Linked DNA regions of Gossypium hirsutum: region 1 is linked to region 2. The links are chromatin contacts, called in public Hi-C maps. All regions are on one chromosome and are shown on one strand. Each heading gives the region's core, a stretch centred on a gene start, on an enhancer-like site or on the middle of the called end of the contact. The rest is flanking DNA. Distances are from core to core; before and after follow the strand shown.

The links. A called contact is a pair of places that touch in the nucleus more often than the background predicts.
Region 1: a contact with region 2 is called in a Hi-C map of leaf, with 2.8 times the contacts expected there. The contact joins the promoter of LOC107892184 here to the promoter of LOC107892188 in region 2. A contact is called at or near these places in 8 of 34 Hi-C or Micro-C datasets (callus, hypocotyl and leaf).

What each region holds. Positions count from the first base shown.
Region 1 is chrD09:11,627,052-11,630,330 of Gossypium_hirsutum_v2.1, reverse strand. It overlaps LOC107892184, which reads right to left and starts at 1,800. Exons shown (of 4, transcript XR_005918674.1): 1 at 192-1,800.
Region 2 is chrD09:11,378,693-11,381,880 of Gossypium_hirsutum_v2.1, reverse strand. LOC107892188 (glyceraldehyde-3-phosphate dehydrogenase 2, cytosolic) reads right to left here and starts at 1,550. Exons shown (of 11, transcript XM_016817201.2): 1 at 1,275-1,550; 2 at 1,106-1,206; 3 at 568-683; 4 at 358-457; 5 at 50-196. The coding sequence starts at 1,302.

The DNA of each region.
Region 1 (3,279 bases), core at 551-3,050, 250 kb before region 2:
TTATTTGTTAGTATATATTTGATTTTTCTCTTTATTTTTTTCCCTTTACCAATACATTATCAATCTCATTTCCTCCCTCCTAATCTTTTATAATCCATATATATTAAAGAAAAAAAATACTTTTTTTTAACCCTTATTGTTGTTGTATAATTTGTTTTGGAAAAAAAAAAAAACAAAGGAGTTTAAATTACCTGCAAAAACTATGGGAATGGGTTGGGTTCCCATTGTTAGAGTCCCAAACCGAGAGCAGCCTTAACATCGAGCCTCCATGCAAATCCACCAAAGCTCATCTTCCACACATCGCAAGGAACCATTTTCGATTGCTTTTTCTTTCCCTTTCCATCTCCGTACCGTAACCCTACCCGGCATGAGAATGCACCCTGTGGGAATTTAAACCCTTCTTTCACCACCAACCCCAACGCGGTTTCAGCCCCTTCTCCGCCCACCATGCTCTTGAACGCCTCGTTCACCCACAAAACACGGTGCCAACCGTCCGATATGAACCCTGGATACGTGTCCTTATCCAGATTACTCATTCTATCCACGTCCGTACAGCTCCCCATGTCTCCTTCATCCATGCAGCTGTCTGTTATGCTCTCCACCGTCACCCATGACTCCACAACACTCACTTTCCTCCCCGTCGCCTGATCCGACAACCCCATCACCGCCGCCGCCACTTCTTGATCTGTTGCAACCATCTTCTGCAACTTCAAGCACAGCGGCGGCGGGTCCTCATGAGATTGATGATAATCATCACCAACCGTCCGATCGAGATCATGATCACCCGCCCCTGAGCTATCAACAACCGCTGATTTCTCTAGATCAGCTCTCTCAGGCATCAACTGCAGAGTTACGGAACCCTTATTTCCATCCTTATCGTCTTTAGCTTCATCCAAGGCTCTTCTTCTCCTATTATTCTTCTCACAAACCCTAACGTATTTTCTCTTCACTCTCATGCTTGTAACACCCGAGTTCTTGTTACCAAACGTCGACTCACCGGAAGCTGAGTCTCCGGTCACCGGTTTTGGAGCAATCGGCCTGAATCTGAGCATTATCCGGTTGATTATCGTCTTATCTTGTACACCCCCAGCGCATTTTAGCATCCTCCATTGATCTCCGCCCTCCATTCCTCCTTCCAAAAAAATTAAAAAAACCTAACAAACCCTTCTCTCTCTTTCTCTCTCTTTGTTTTATCTTATCTTCGGATTTTATTTTATCTTTCTATTCTTTTTTTTTCTTTTTTTCTTTTTTTCATCTAAGGGCAAAGGCTTTACCGGAGGTGAAGCGATAATCATAGCGGCAGCAATCGTGTCCAAGATCAGAGGAGTACGCGTGTCCTACTGCGAAACTTGAAACAGTTCCGAGATTTGATTGGCCGAAACCCAATGGGGCCGTAGCAAAAAAATAAAGTTACCTGTTTTGGCGTGTTCGAAGCCTGTGATTGGCCCATCCTGTTAGCCAACCAAAAATAAGGACGTGTCGAGAAGTGCGTAAAAGACGGATACACGTGGCCGTACCTCGGGGGACGGCATAAATATTCTGTTTGAAGTGGAGTGGGCTTTTAATTTTTTTTTCCGCCTTTTTGATTTTTTTGGTTTTTCTAAAAAATGCATTAGGTAGGTTCCTGATTATGCAACACGTGTAATAGTTTTATTTGTTATGAAAGAGACAGTTCAGTTGACCGTCACTTGCACTTTTCTGCACTGGAGCGTGTGATTGCCAACCTTGATATTTTCCCAACCCTACTGAACAAAACAATATTGTAGTTTTTATTTTTATTTTTTAATTCTTTTTTTGGTTCAAATAATTACTATCAATTTTTATATTTTAAATTTAATTTTTAAGTAAGATTTTTTTTATAAAGTAAATTATAATTACAAATAAATAACAATATTTAAGATGGAATAAATATAAATAGAGTCCAAAAATGATTTGGACTCAATCATCACTTATTAATATAACTAATACTTTATTAAGTTTCAAATTAAATTGATATTCAGTAACTTTAGTTATGAGTTTTAGGTTATGTAGATTTTATTACGAAGGAAAAGCATGTGAAATTTATTCTTTTAAGTTAAGAAGAAATAAAAATGAAGTTGAAGTTGAAATATCTATTGTTAACTCTTGTGGTTGAGTGGAATTGAGAAGTTAAGTTTATGGTAGAATTACGTTTCACCCATTATGTGGATTATAATTTTTTTTATATCTCATACAAAGGAGTGATGTTTAGTTTTTACAATAACAAAATAATCGAAAGTGAAAAATATGGTGTAGGATTAGGGAAAGTGGGTGGTTAACTATAATATATTAAAGTAATATATATATTATTAAAAGTTTGATTGAGTTTATCACCTACCATTCGGACTTTAATTCAGTTATGATATTATTGAAAGTTTATTTTATTTATAAAACAATAAATATTATTTTGAGGATGTTTATATCTGTCCCAACTCAATTGTAAAATTACCAAAAATTTATTCCTTTTACAGAGTAACAAATATTATTTTAATAGTATTTATGTCCAACTCAACTCAATTGTAAAATTACCAAAAACTTATTCCTTTTACAAAATAATAAAGATTATTTTGAGGGTGTTTATGTCATTTTATATTTTGATATATCTAGAAAAATACATACAAATTATGAGATTCATGATTTTTTTTTATAGCGAATCAAGCATTAATCATACAAAGGAAAAACCAAACTAATCTTGATATTTGAAGCGAACGATGCCCATCTTGTTACTACCCTAAATGCATGTGCTGTCGATCCCACACTTTCTTTAGTTATGTGGGCATTACTGAGCTTCTTAATGTCCTCAATTAGAGGTGTCATTTTCCAATTAGGAGAAAAAGTTGTACATTCTAGGATTTCTTGTATTGCTTTGCCATTATTCATTAGAAAACCCACTATCCAACCTCTTTGTTTTGCCAGAATTAATGTTTCACGAACCTCATACAATGTTGTTTGTCGCATGTCTTCATACTCTACTATTTTACTAAACGAAAATAGAAGTTGTTAGTTCCTATCCACAAGCGAACATGCAACACTCATACCAGGCCTACCTCCTTTCCTAGCAACAAGCCCAATGCAATTGTTCATAATCTTGGTTTCATTGACATTAATAAACCCCTTTCTCTGAAAATGTTCTTCTTCTTTCTTCGATATTATAAGAAGTAAAACACCACTCCAATTGATACTTAATTCCTTTACTCTATAGATTGTTTGTTCTACCTTTGCTCTAATTCCCTGAAAAACACACTCATTTGTTTGCAACCA
Region 2 (3,188 bases), core at 301-2,800:
AACTATTTGTCAGAAGCTCCAAAACAAATAAAAGGGAAACCACTATTACCTTAGCCAATGGAGCAAGGCAGTTGGTAGTGCAGCTAGCATTGGATACAATGTGAAGGTCAGGCTTGTATTCCTTCTCATTGACACCCACAACAAACATGGGAGCATCCTTACTGGGAGCAGAGATGATTACCTTCTTTGCACCACCCTAAAAAGTGAAAAAGCATAGATCAGATGAGAATACCATACACGAAGATAAGAAGAAGAAAATCAAGTTCCAAACACACAACTTTTGGGGGCCTTAACTCCAAAAAAGAGAACTCAGCTGGTACCATAAAATAAACATAGGATCAAATTATTATCACAAACCTTCAAATGGGCAGCAGCTTTGTCCTTGTCAGTGAAAACACCAGTAGACTCAACGACATAATCAGCTCCAGTCTCACCCCAAGGGATTTCTTCAGGGTTTCTGGCATAAATCAAAAGCCAATCAATACAATAGCTCCTAAATGGAAAAACTCACCATGTTCCTCAAGTCAATTACAACAACCCATTTTGAAAAGAAACACATGATATCACCTGATGCCGAAAACAGTGACAGGCTTTTCACCAAAGAGAAGGGTTTTTGAGTCCTTCACCTTAAGCTCATGGTGCTTCCATTGACCGTGAACACTGTCATACTTAAACATGTAGGTCTGTACAAATACAATTATCAAATCACATCAATAATTAAATCGTTAAAAAAACTGATTAAAACGGTTCTTCATTTTTCATCCTTTCTTTTCAAATTAGACACAAGATTCGCTCACTAAAAAACACCCAATCAGAACCAGTAAGTTTATAATAAATCTCTTAAAGATCGAACATGAAATACATCAGTTTACCAGTTGAAATTTAAACTATTTCATCATGCTCTGTTAGGTAACACTAAAAGTTCAAGAACCATATCACAAGAAAAAAAGAAAGAAAGAAATTCAGATCAGCACTCATCTCAGAGCAGAGAAGATCAGATCAGCTTTCTTAAAACTAAAACCAATATAACACAAACATGCACGGAGACTAATGCCAAAACCTAGTAAATAAGTGAGAAATAGGAAGGAAAATACAGTGTACGGACCATGTAATCGGTGGTGATGAAAGGATCGTTAACAGCAACGAGCTCAACATCTTCACTTTGGAGAGCAACTCTGGCAACCAAACGCCCGATCCTTCCAAATCCTTCACCAAACAGAAAAAGAAAATCAGATCCATAATAATAATAATAATAATAATAATAATAAGAGTACCGTTGATTCCGATCTTGATCTTCCCCATAACGAAAGAAGCGAAAAGAACAAATCTCTGGAAAAAAAATACGACGGCAAAAGAACGGAGGTAAAGGAAGTGAGAATTGAGAGGAAAAAATGAGTAAAAAGGGGGTTTGTTTATATATGAGAGGAAGTATTGGTGACAGAATGATAGAAAAGGGAAAATGACGGAGATTCTCACGAGGAAAGTGGGGTCGTTGTTCACGTGTTCTTTGGAGGATGATGAGAAGAAGAAGAAGCAAGGGTAAAAACGTAAAATCAAAGAGGACAGTGCAGAGTGAATAAAACTATAAATGTATTAAAGATTTATTCTTCTTGAGTTTATCCGATTTATTATTAATCTAGTCAGTCACAAATGATTATATCTTCTAGGAGTTATCTGTTTTAATACTCAAGACAAAATATTTCTTTAATTGAGTTTTATAGACGGCATATTAGTCTTTAAATCGGTTTATTCAATTTTTATTAGACTAATAACATATTTAGGTTCATTTACTAAGATAAGTTGTCTTTTTGTATTACGATCCGACCACATAATATCGCTTAATATTAGTTTAAACATTAGACAACCAATAAGATAATATTTTTTTTATTTTGTTTTACGTGCAAAAATTATATGATGACAATTATACAAAGTATATTAATGTAATTTATGAATTTATTTTATTAACTAATCTATTCGTAAAAATTATAAGTTTACAAATGAATATATTACACCCAGAGCACCAGATCTAACAACCCTAACAATGGCTCCAATTGTTACATATCACTCTTCTAAAAGTAACCTCACATACAAGCAAAGAAATTCTTTCCAAAAATACCTAAAAAGAATGCCCAAAAATACAGAGCCAAGATGACAAAATAAAGGAATTAACAAGAAACTTCAAAACTATTCAAGGACTCAAATCAATTGCTTTATTTATGTTCAAAATCCTCATTTATTTTTATCATTTCAATAGTAACATTATATATATAAATGTTGTCTGTAATTTTTTCATTTTGATTCTATATTTTATCGTATTGACATAATTCATCGAAATCTTTAATAGTTTTCGTTTTTATTTTCAAGTACCTAAATCTCTTTTTGAGTTCCCTAATTAGTTATATCTTGAATTTCTTCAAGAACATTCGCCTCGCCTCTACTTTGTGACTATCCTAATTCTCTTTTTTTTCTACTTCTGGTTAAAACTTTCATCTTTGTTTTCTTTTCTTTTGTTAAAACTTTCGTCTTTGAAATCAATTGATTAACCATGCTTGAGGTATGCGTTACTTTCATTTGCTTTAACATGTGATGCATCTGTGTTTGTCTCTCTCTTAACCCTGTCAAGTCAAGGCATGGAGACCATCTTCTGTGTACAACCACAGTGCCAATAGTTTTGCACTCAACTTCAGTTTGAAGGCACAATTCATTCCCTGCCAACAAACACAAGGATTTGTACGACAGCTTCTGATGAACAATTTTGCAATTTCATTATATGAAATGCAAGTTAAGGACGTTAAATACCCTTATCGAGACGGAGAGCATGATTTCCTAAAAGGATGTCCTCATCCTCTAACCAAACACTTGTTTAGTTCATCACCTAGGCAAAGACAACTGCTTCGTTAGTTGTACCCCCAGTACCCTTGATCAAGTTCCAAGAATAAAAGCAAAAATGAGAGGAAGAAGAAACCTTAGTGACAGTAATGACCGGAATGTCACCTCCATGATCTAATGCCTGATCTGGTTTAGCTGTTGACCGGTAACCTGCTGCATACCAAATGGCGAAGCTTTTCACATCAAAGTAAGAGCATAAAATCATTTTACACAAGAATCCACAAAGCACCTGCAAAGGGTATTGACACCGACCCAACTCTCTATAAACTTAAAAGGACAGTTGTGTATGAATGCATCCT